2 separate regions of the Rattus norvegicus genome follow, and region 1 is linked to region 2. Evidence: chromatin contacts called from public Hi-C data. All regions are on one chromosome and are shown on one strand. Each heading gives the region's core, a stretch centred on a gene start, on an enhancer-like site or on the middle of the called end of the contact. The rest is flanking DNA. Distances are from core to core; before and after follow the strand shown.

Region 1 (6,055 bases), core at 1,557-4,056, 350 kb after region 2:
ATGAGCCCCCCCCCACCCCATAAATGGGCTACCAGAACTGTAGATCTAGCAAGAGAATATATATTTATGTACATATGTAATATATACTATATGTGTGTAATATATACTTATAGTAATATATATAATATATATACATATATATTACAATGTGTAGGTTCCCTGACCCGATGGTGTATTTTTGATCTCATTAGTAGTCAGAGAGATGTGTCCGTGCATCCGGTGCTGCTAGTCCGGGAGGAGACATGCTACAGCACAGAGAGAGTAAGCTCGAGAGCATTTTCGAAGAGGCTTGTCTTCAAGATATAGAAGGAAGTGAGGGATGACAGCCTGCAAGCTTTGTAAGCCAAAGCCTGGCAGGGTGGGAGGGGTAGGGGAGAGATGCGAGGGAAGCCAAGTGGATTCTCAGAAAAGGGGGGAAGCCATCAAAGAGCTAAAGGTGATTAGAGAGGGGTATCGATTCCTTACTCTGCCAGAGGTTTAAGCAGGCATGTGAGGAATCTGTACCATGGTTGGCAGAAAGAGACCCATTGCCTCCTGTAACCAGACACTGGGGCTTTCCAGGAGCCCAGGGAGAGAGCCGAGAAGAAAGGGGGCAGTGTGGTCTAGGAAAATTCAACGTGTCGCTGATTTGTGCCTGATGCTTGCTGTCCGTCAGCAGCCTCCCTTACAAGCCTTTTTTTCCTCTCTCTCCTTTTTTTCTCCCCTTGCCTTCTTCTTCAGTGAAGCCTAGGGGAGCCAGTAAAGATTAAATGTGCTTTCTCAAAGGCAGCCACTTCATGCTGCTATGTCGAAAGGGCTATTATTATTAATAATATGAGAGAGAGAGAGAGAGAGAGAGAGAGAGAGAGAGAGAGAGAGAGAGGCTGACTAGGTATGGTGATGACGATCTAGCTTTTTGGAGAGAAAAAGGGAGAGAAAAAAGGAGAGACCATGAGCTGAACCAAGGACTGTACATGAGCTGAACCTACAGAGGTGAGGAAAAAAAAGTTGTGTGTGTGTGTGTGTGTGTGTGTGTGTGTGTGTGTGTGTGTGTGTGTGTGTCGGGGAGGTGTTCTAAACAGACCATGTAGAGAAGGAAAAGGCACGGTTTAGCAGGCTGGCTGGCGTGATTGTAGTTCTTCGGGGGCGGGGGGGGGGTGGCTGGAGCTCTTAACTGTTCCTAGTTGTATATGAAAGTCTATTAAAAATAGTTAGCTATTTCCTTTTCTTTTTATTTATTATTATTTTTATTATTATTTGTATTCTGAGTCTAAGGGCCCCCTCCAGTGTCTCCCTTACAGCCGGTGCTTTGTTATTCTGTGTGCCCAGCCAGCCATCTACTTTGCTCAGGCCTGGGATAAAAGAAAGAAAGGAGGGGTGAGGGGAAAGAAAAATTTTTTAAAGAGGCATCTTCCCATAGGCTTCCCCTCCCTTTCGGTTCTTTTTTTTTTTTTTTTTTTTTTTTTTGGAATCTGCACAGGAAAGCACGGCTTCCAGGCAGAGGAGGTTGGAGAAAGCGACTCTATCAGGTACAGCACTAGTCGCTGTCTGTGAAGATGGAGGGGGATTATGCCTCGGATTCCTCTGAAATATTGGCCAAAGGCTTCAAAGGATCCGCAGCGGGAGGCGAGGGTGGGGGAGCATCTCCCCAGCTCGCACCCACCCCTTCCCACTTTGCGTCTACCAAATGACAGGCTGGTGCTCGCTCTGGGTGATTTTGGCCTTGGCCTCAGCCAAGCAGCTGATGCAGAGGAGGGCCAGGTTTGCAAGACTGACAGAACTCTGAATGCTAGAGAAAGAAGAAGAAAAAGAAAAAGATTTTTTTCTTTTTAAATCGAGCTGTCCTTGGGAAATTTTCTTGTTCTCTCTCGATTTTTTAATTTATTTTAAATTTTTTAACCGACTATTTCCCAAATTCGATCGGCCCCAGCCCCTCCCTCCTCTCCCACCCAACTGCCTTCCCCCCAACCCCCAACCCCGGTCAAAGCATAAACCACAGAGTTACGGTCTTCTCTGGATTTTGGAGTATCGCTTCCTGCCCCCGCCTTCCCTCCCCGCCCCATTCTCTGTCCTATTGAACACCTCGCCCAGCCTAGAGCACTGTGAGCTCACATTCTCCCCCGGCTCCGGATGGCGCTCCTGGAAGCTCTGCAGCCAGTCTCTACTTCAAATGGGTGAGTTCAAAAACCTTTCTAACCTCGGAATCCAGCGCTTCCCCCAAACCCCATCTCTTAGGATTGTTGCATGTGGCACGCTTGCCCTGGGGGAAGGTAGATGCATATTTTCCTCTCCTCAGTCAAGCGTGCTAGTTACAAATGAAAGGTTTGAAGAGACGTTTAATTCCAATTGCAGATTGCTTCCTTTCTTTTCCGAACAGAACTGGATAGTTCTGAGCCTATTCATATTATTTTCCAATTTGGTGAGTGATTTTACCCAAAGCTGCAAAGTTTTCTTTGATACAACAGGCATTTACATGTTCAGGTATGTGTGTGTGTGTGTGTGTGTGTGTGTGTGTGTGTGTGTGTGTGTGTTGCGTATACAGGGCTGTATGGAGACAGAAATGGATCTAAATTTTGTGAAGGGAAGAGGCATGGAGAGCGAGGAGGTAGCCACACTGGACCACCTGTTTGCTGCATTTTACTCCTGTGTCCGCAACCGAGATCGCCTGTCATTTTTATTTATTTATTTATTTTGCTTTGTTTTGTTTCAAGAAAGAAAGGAAGAATTGTGTTGCGCTCCCCTCAGTCCCTGAGACCCTAACTTGTGATGTTTACCGTTTAAATCCACGGGTTAGGCTCTTGGGAGCTGCGAGTCGTGCCTTTGCATCGCTGAAGGAACTTTTTGTCTTTTAAGGAAGGAAGGAAGGAAGGAAGGAAGGAAGGAAGAAAGAAAGAAAGAAAGAAAGAAAGAAAGAAAGAAAGAAAGAAAGGAAGGAAGGAAGAAAGAAAAGTTTGTCCGAGTGATGGGAATACACCTCTGAGGCTTCCATTGTTAGGTGGGATCAGGTGACCAGAGTGTGGCAGCTCCTGGATTCTGTGAAAGTAGGCACAGGATGTTAGCATCCCATGTTCACTGCTATGGATGCCTGTGTATATGGCTAATACGGAGGCTGCTGGATCTATTCCTTGAGAGCAACACACAGTACTATCGGAGCGTAATACCAACAGCTCAGTGCCTGGTGCTTGGCCTCAGAACATCTCAGCTGAAGTCCCAGCATGCCCCATGCCTCCAACTTTTAAGCTCAACAGTTAATCTCAAAATTGTGCCCAATTAAAATGGGCAGGAGAATGTATTTCCCTCTGCATTGTCTACACGTGTGTTCTATGTGACTAGGTTTTCCTGACGTAGTTCCTCGAACACCACTAGTCTGGACTAAATGGAGAGGTTAAATATTCAACTCTTAATATTCAATACAAAAGGAGGGAATCAAGAGATCAGGAAAGATAAAATATGTGTTACTTTGCAAGATTTTGTGAGAACAAAAAAAAAATGGAAGGAAGAGTTCTCCCTCCTTGGTTTGGTACCTCTTTAAAAATGTTATACACAATGGGTTTTTAAATGAAGGAGATAGATATATATTTTCTAAATATTATGGAATGAAAGAAGCAACTGGGCACATTTGGTATTAGCGCATTCTTGGGGCGGAGAGGGGGGGGTCAATCAATGTCCATGACTTTGCTTTAGAAATTAGAAAGATTGCTATCAGGATTTTAATTCACCCCGACAAAGTTATTGGTCATAGCAAACCAAATTTCAAAATGATCCTCTCTCAGGGCAATTGTTAGCATTTTCCCCACTTTGTAGTTTTCTGAGATTGTAACTTTTCACGGCAGGGTAGCTGCAGTGTCTCAGGTCTGCCTCACATAGGAGAGAAGGACTGGGAGGCTTACCTTTCCTTTGTTGTAGAAAACTCCGGGCGCACGGTTCCCTTTAAACAGTTTCACTCTTCTCAGCCCAACCTTTCTCTCCATTTTTGGAAAATACCTAAATCAACCCAGACACCCAACACCTTCATCTCTGAAAGATTTTGGAATGGCTTGTAGTCTCATTGTGACACGGAGTGAAAGGTGAAGGAAACGGTTGCCTATTTTTTAAGCATTCCTTGCAATTTTACTCATTTTACTCCAAACTGCAGTCAAGGAAGCATTTTTTTTTTTTTTGCACCAGCACGCTGAGCTGAGAAGTGTACAACAACTGTACTATGTCTTTTGTTGAAGCCTCCCGTGCGGCTGTAATTTAACTGTTACTTGGCACCACTTGGTAGAAGACGCTTCAAAGCGTACAGTTCTGTAAGAGGTTGCCCGCGAGTTTATATAAAGTAATTAATGATTCCCCACCCCAGCCCAGCCAATGTGTATGTATGGCTATGTGGAAATGATGGCGGTACATCAGCTTAACTTATGGGTAATATATATTTACATCATGCATTTGATAGAATGGCAGACATTCGGTGCTTTTGAAGGCAAGATATGTACACAGCCTAATAGAAGAAACGTGGGCAGGATCAATAAAGCTAGGATAGCTGTAATTTCTCTGTGATTTCGAATGATCGGGCAACGCCATACAAATGCTTCTGTTTGTACTCTGAGTCCCTATGCTTTCGAGTGGATTCCTCCTGTTTCTCGGATGTAAAACCGGGCGCCCAGGCATTCAGAGTGCCTGTGACACCCAGGTTTTTATATATTAGCAGGCAACTTCTTCATCACAAGGGCAGGTTTCTCAACACTCCCCTCTTCCTCGTGGAGCCCATCAGCGAAGTTCAGTGAAATGAATAACATAATTGGTGGTTGGTTCAATCACTACCAGTCTAGACTAGCCCAGACGCATCAATTAGAGGGGACTGTCTTTTAGAGGGAGAGTGTAACCGAAACAAGCAGGGTATTATTGATACTGATCTTTAAAAGCGAAAATCCAGCCTGGCAGATAAAAAAAAATTAAGACTGGGAGCTGCAGTGGGGGTGCACCGGGGGAAGAAAAGCGACCAAGGGAACTGGAGCTCAGGGCGCAGAAGGACAGGAAGCTGGAGAGAAAGGGAGGGATAATGAGTGGAACGCTGTCCTGTGCCTCCTTGGAGCAAGTTACAATTCAGTTCACAGGGTGCAGAGGCTCACCATATTTTTACCTAGCTGAAACACACACACACACACACACACACACACACACACACACACACACCTCCTTTAAAAAGTCCTTTTTTTTTGTCTGTTCAAAGCCAATGCAGTTGAAATTTAGCAGCTTAAGAAAGCCCACTGATAAGAGGAACCAGCCGAAACCTGTTCTGTGATATCTTTTCCCCTCAAAGAAAAACAGAAAAATACAGAAAACGCTTAATTTTCAAATCTCTAACTCTTTCTTTCTCTCTTTCTTTCTTTCTTTCTTTCTTTCTTTCTTTCTTTCTTTTGAGGAGGCATGCTAGGGTAACAGTAGCTCATTTTAAAATCTGGCACCTGGAATTAAATTTAGGGACAAAACACCTTTATGCAAAAAAAAGTTTATGTTTTTCCATGGAACACAGTAAAATCAAAATTAAAAGAATATAACAAAGGCTTTGGTGATTTGGTAGGATTTTTTTTTTCCTGGAGGGGAAAACAGATGACTTGGAAAGTGTTAGGAACATATCAAGCCCCAGGGAAAGAAAAACGTTTGATTGGTATTAATTAAAACACTGCTAATATATTCTAATAAAATCAGATTTAACATTCTAAACTAATCCGCCTAGCATGTCAAAGGCAAAGGAAAGTATTATCTTTCTTATTTGCATCTGGGCAACTCGAATGCATTTGCTCATCCGGCAGAATTAATTTCTATCAGCCGTCTATTTAATCTCCTCACAGATTTAGGCAAACTTATTCTTCCAGACTAAAAAGGCCCAGGGTGGGGAAACCATGGAAGGTATTTGGAAGAGCAGTGACTGTATTTAGGGCCCGTTTTCTGGCTGACCATAGCCTTTTCTCTTCATTCACTAGAGTGGGATGTAGAGAACAGCAGAGGTTGCAGAATGATAAATGGCTCACGGAGTCTTTTATTTTTCCTCCCTTCTTTCCTTATATTATACCTGCTGGCTTATTTTTAAAAA
Region 2 (5,799 bases), core at 430-2,929:
GTTTTGCCTCCCGTTTTGAGGCACTGTGCCTGACTGTTCGTTCACTTGATCATTGACTTGGCTTTGACTCTGGATGATATTTGACCAACACATTCTGTACACCAGTCCATCTGGGGATCACTAACGGGCAGAAACCTGGTTTTGATTTTCATCTTGTTTTGTGAGCCACTCTAGTTTATGCGTGAGCTTCTTATCCCCAAATCATGCTTTAGTTCAGCCATCGTTGATGACCCTGGTTTATATAGCCAACAGTTTGGAAGACCCCCTCTCCTGGTCTCAGTTGTCCTCCAGCCTACTATCTCTGGACCATGCAACATCCAGTGACAGATAATCCAGCCAGTGTGGGCTGCCCCTTGTGTCAACACAATCACTTCTAGGTAATTATTTCACGTCCAAATGAGCATCTTTTTTTTTCTCCCCATCTTAAATCACTCTACCTGCCTCATTAACTCCTATTCAGTCCCAAATACCCAACCAAACCCTCTCTGTATTTAGAGTCTCTGATTGCATTTTTCCCCCCAGACGGGAGTGAAGACTCTTACTGGAGACAAATATGGAACCCCTTACTACCCTCGATGGCAGTTGTTTTCCTGTGCCCACCCCACTAGTCTGCAGCGTTCTGAGCTCAGTAATTATAATTTGCATGTGAGGTGCACCCCTCGTCAAGGATCATATGTTAAGGACTCTGTCCTCGACTCGACAGTGAACAGTCCAGCGTTGGGAAGATGGTCGGTTCAGGAGGGCTCGGAGCTAATCTGTAGATCGGCTCATCCACGAGCTTGTAATTTGAAGGGAGTTGGTAGAGATTAATAAGTAAGGCTTTGCTGGAGGAAGCAGGCTCTGGGGACATCCATTAGGAGGATGTATTTTGTCCCTATTGAGTTCCTTCCCATTTCTACCTCCCGTCTGCCCCAAGGAAGGCCACTTTGCACTTGGCCCTGATATTCTGTCTCATCACATATCAGACTGGAAGCAACAGATACCAGTGAGAGTGGACAGAAAGATGCAAATCAGTGGGCCAAAATAAATCCTTCTTCTCTTACGTCATTTTCGCAGGCATTTGTCACAGTGCTGTAGACGTGCCTCACACCCCAGACCCCTTAACTCACAACTGTGTATGTCCCTATAACAGTGCTATATCACGTTGCTGCTTAAGCCAAACGCGTACAGCAGTATGGACGTCCTTGATGCTATATGTTTTGAAGACAGAATTAATTCTGTTAGGAGGGATGATCTGGGAAAGTGTCCCCAAATGGCAAGCTCTCATCTGACATCATCGCGAAGATTTTTATCAGGCAGAGAGATGAAGAGGTCATTTCTAACAGAGGAATTAACAGAAGCCACTTGGGGACCAGGGCGGGGTCTGGAGTGGATTAAGGGCTGAGGAAGTTGTACTAAACAAATGATAGGCCATGGTGCTCAGATTGTGGACTTGAGACTTGCCCCTGGCCACATATTCTGGATTGCTTAGATTCGGCAACTATGGAGTCCATCATGGTCGTCGTCGTTTTTTAGATTCGCAAGAGAAAGCCTGTCACATTGTAGACTGTCTTCCTCGAGGACAGAATTCTGAGACATGGCAGGAGATTTTTTTCGTCTCCGGGCTCTGCCACTGGAGGTCACTGTTGTACCATCGAAATGAGTGCGGAGCCCCGCCTGATGCCCTTTTGAAGTTGGCTTCCACCAGAAGAGAATACAATACCCTCTGGGTAGCTAGGAAGTCCCGAGGTGCAGGCTTCTCCCTGGCTTCGTGGAAAAGTGGCCTGGTGACCTGCAAAAAATGACTTCGGAAGAGCGACGTCCGTCTGGAGAGGGGCTGCGGGTGGGAGAGCGGCGCTGGGAGGGAGACGTCTGTATCCCATTAGCCTGCGTCTGGCGGGGAGGGGCTGGAGGCCCTGGCGGGTCAAGGCAACTGCTCCCCTGCTGCTTTCTGGCGGGAATCTGGTAGTGATTAGAGAAGGTTATTGTCTTGGGAGTCCAGAGTGATCGCTGGTAAAACAGCTTTGAGCGTTTCTGACCCCATCTTAGAAGGACGTCTGGAGATTGGAAGAGGCCTCTCCCACGCCTCTCCTGCTGGGCTCTGATTTTTAGAGCCACTAAGCAAAGAAAGACAAGGGAAACTGAGGCCTATTCGTTAAGCCTATCCACTCCTCAGGGCTTGCAGCCTACGCTCCAGGAGGAGCAGAGAAAAGAGCACATCCCTAGAGAGAAAACTCGTAAGCTCCATGCCTCTATGTTTCTCAGCCCCTCTTCCTGTGGAGTGAATATCATTTGGTCCGTTTGTTATGAGAAGAAACAGAGGTTTGGAACTGACATTCGAACCCTAGTCTTTTGAAATATGAAGAGAATGGACGGTAAAATGACTACTTGTGATTAGTGGCTAAGAATTCTGCCCTTGAAAACTTGGAGAAAGAGCCCTCCCTGTGCAGTCTCAACCCCACCTCAAAGCAAGCTGAGGCCAGGGTACCTTCGGTGGCACTTTTCCCCTCTTCTCTCCTTCGTCTTCTCCCCATCTCTTCTCCCGGGTTTTACTGTGTAACTCAGGTTGACCCCAACTCTTCTCTCCCCACGTGCTGGGATCTGAGGGTTGGGCTACCCCTAGATCAGAGTGACTTTCTAATAAGTCATAATCTGTTTATAGCCATTCATAAAAGCAAAGTGCTTCTGTGCACATTAGCTAATTTGGCTTCTTTCTTTTTTCTTTCTTTCTTTCTTTCTTTCTTTCTTTCTTTCTTTCTTTCTTTCTTTCTTTCTTTCTTAAAGGCTTATTTATTTAAATCAGTACACTGTAGCTCTCTTCAGACACACCAGAATTGGGCATCAGATCTCATTACAGATGGTTGTAAGCTACCATGTGGTTGCTGGGATTTGAACTCAGGACCTTTGGAAGAACCATCAGTGCTCTTAACCACTGAGCCATCTCTCCAACCCCTAACTTGGCTCTTACAGTAGCCATCTTATCCCTATCACTGTAGACAAAGAATCGGAAACGCTGGGGAATTTATTTGCCAGAGGTGCGACAGTCAACGATGAAATTCAACCTCGGATCTTTTTGCTCTAAACACGGAGTGCCCATTGCCCATCACTTATTGCTTGATGCCAGTGAGTCTCCAGGTAAATCTTGGGTGATAGAGTGATGCTGTTGTATAATCTAGTTAGCAATATACTGTACCTACATTTAGGGAGCATTTTATCTCTGGAAATGATGCTCCAACCCAGGAAGATTACACTGGAGACCCTGCCTCAATGGGATGGAAGACTTCTGAAAGTGTCCTCTGACTTCCACATGAGCACTGTGGTACATGAACACACACACACACACACACACACACACACACACACACACACACACACACCTCATGCATGCATGCAAGAATTCACATGCATGCACTATACACACACACACACACACACACACAAGCATGCTTGCACTCACATTTATTGTGTGTGTATGAGTGCCCACATGCCATGACTTTTGTGTGAGGGTCAGAGGGCAGCTTGCAACAGTCGGTTCTCTCCTTCTCCCCTGTGGCCCCTGGGTCACCATCCGACTTAGCAACAAGTGCTTTTACCTGCTGAGCCACGTAGCTAGACTCATAAAAAATTCCTAAAACTTTTTGAAAGAATGAATATCACAATTTTATTTATTTATTCATTTAATTTTGCTGGACTTTACACAGCTCTGGGGTCAATAGTAAGTAGATCATCGTCCTATACCAGAGGTACCAACCAGACTTAGAAAATAAGAACCCAGAACTCCTAGAATTTGATTTCTTAGGAGTTATTGAGACATGTATGCTAAAAAGTCATCTGTTTATCTGAAATGTAGGTTTATCTGACCGTTGTGTGCTTAAATCTGTCAATGGTAGCCTCTATCCAAAGAGAGAAAGCCAAGCCTCATGTTTTTTTTTTCCAAGCATGCTTGAGTTTTGGACATGACAATACTTTTAAAAGACAATTCGAAAAGCAAACGATCGTACCAATGATCACATTCTTCATTACAGTTTTGCCAGAAATCCTTTGAACTGTGCTAGCTTCATGGAATCCCCTCATGGAATCCTAAGGAACAAGACACCGGCGAGGCAGTTTGAAAACACAAAGGGCTTCAGGACAATTGTGAAGGAAAGCGGAACAGATCATTGTACCAACTACCCCAGGGGAAAGCACACCGTGCAAAGAAATCCCTGAGGAGGGCCGAGTGGAATACCATCCCTAGGCACACCTTTAATCAAACTTCAAAGGAAAGACAGCCCATTCCCTTTGGAAGCCATTATATAATGAAGTCAGCCCTGCTTTCAACTCCTAAACTAATTACTGCATTTATTCTTCTTACTTAATCTATTCCCAGGTATTTGGACAGAATGCTGCTCCTTATTACTTTGCTAAGACAAACAGAAACCATAAGTGGCGTTGATTTGTCCCAACTAGGTGTGCGCATGTGAATTTTAGAACTAGCATTCAGTATTTGCAAGTAGAGGAATCACCCTGTTTCTTAAATAAGACCCATTACTACACGTAGAGAAGGTTTTAAAAAACTAGAGTACATCTGAGTAGATCCAGGTCTCATAAAGAAAGAAATTATTCTGCAAAGACAAGACACATGACTCTTAAGATAAGGTCTTACTCCATGGCTCAGGGGCTAGCCTGGGACTCACTGTGTAGCCTTGACTGGTCTTGACCACGCAGCAGTCACTTGCCTCAGCTTTCTCTAAGTGCCACAATTACAGGTCCGACTTACTATATTCAACTTGGATGGCTGGGTCTTGAAGCCTTAAAGCCAAACACTGAAAAGTGGACAACATATGCATGCCATGTGTACACATAAGTGAGCTATCACCTAGCACCTGTTTGGATGGGCACTATTAAACATGTATGTAAGTGTTGAGAAGGATGTGGGGAGCAGACCCCTGTACACAGCTGACAGGATGTCTATCATTATTGCTAGTATGGAAACTCGCGTGTAAGTTCCTAAGAAATAGAACCTCTACGCGCTGTAACAACCCCTCATTTGAGTATGTAGCCAAAGGAAATGAGAAAAGCATCTTAAAGAGGTAATGGCACCCTGCTGTTCATTGTAGCAGCATCCATTAGACACTGCAATCATCAGAAAAGGTGAATGAACAGATAAATTGTGACACATACATATGAACACATACGTATTCATGTAAAGATGAAATATTATTCAGCTTTCAAAGAAGGAGGATTCCTGTCACCTATGCGATGTCACATCTATCATGAATGAACCTGGAGAACATTATATTATGGGAAATGTCAGACATAGAAAGTCAAATTCTGCACGATCCCATTTACATGCGGAAATCAAACTTGTTGAGAAGTCCCGAGTATAATGATGGCTTCCAGGGCCTGGGATTGGAAGACCAGGAGGATGTTGGTCAAAGGTCATTTATGCAGGATGAATCGGTTCTGTAGATCTAGTAGATAGCACGGTGACGATATTTATAGTAGGTAACACACACTTGGCGTTTTCTACGAGAACTGATCACAGGAGTTTTCATCAGATGTATAGAGTTAACTGAAGCAATAAACACACTAATTGGGTCTATTACGGGTAGAATTTCACAAAACACATGCACATCAAACTTCATGGTATACCTTTTAAATGTATACAAATTTCATCCATCAAATACACTTCAGCAGGGGTGAGGTTGTATTTCAGATGAAAGTCTGGTTGCTCAGCTCGCCCAAGTTCGTGGGTTTGCTCTTCAGCATAGCACAGACCAGATGCGGTGGTGCACACCTGGGCTCCTAGGAGGTCTGAGGTGGAGGCAGGAGGATCAG

What was found. Hi-C and Micro-C count contacts between places; a contact is called where the count stands out from the background.
Region 1: a contact with region 2 is called in a Hi-C map of Schwann cells, with 11 times the contacts expected there. The contact joins the promoter of Vof16 here to the enhancer-like site in region 2. A contact is called at or near these places in 5 of 12 Hi-C or Micro-C datasets (the A7r5 cell line, the Rat2 cell line, Schwann cells and 2 more) and 1 of 1 datasets of contacts at active chromatin or transcription factors (oligodendrocytes).

The regions. Positions count from the first base shown.
Region 1 is chr8:50,847,326-50,853,380 of GRCr8, forward strand. Vof16 (ischemia related factor vof-16) reads left to right here and starts at 2,807. Exons shown (of 1, transcript NR_037614.2): 1 at 2,807-4,913. All of the region lies in intron 3 of Lnc215 (long non-coding RNA 215), which reads left to right. Mir125b1 (microRNA 125b-1) reads left to right here and starts at 2,711; the gene lies at 2,711-2,797. It also overlaps a transcript of Mir100hgl not described here.
Region 2 is chr8:50,499,257-50,505,055 of GRCr8, forward strand. It overlaps LOC102555203 (a long non-coding RNA gene), which reads left to right. Exons shown (of 4, transcript XR_005488105.2): 2 at 1-377; 3 at 2,976-3,114; 4 at 4,005-4,311. Among named protein-coding and RNA genes, the nearest start is that of Ubash3b, 73 kb to the left of the region's middle. Within about 2 kb of position 1,680, at least 55 of the 93 cell types and tissues checked have an H3K27ac peak or open chromatin away from gene starts, as enhancers often do. A contact at or near this core is called in Schwann cells and prefrontal cortex, where this site is marked.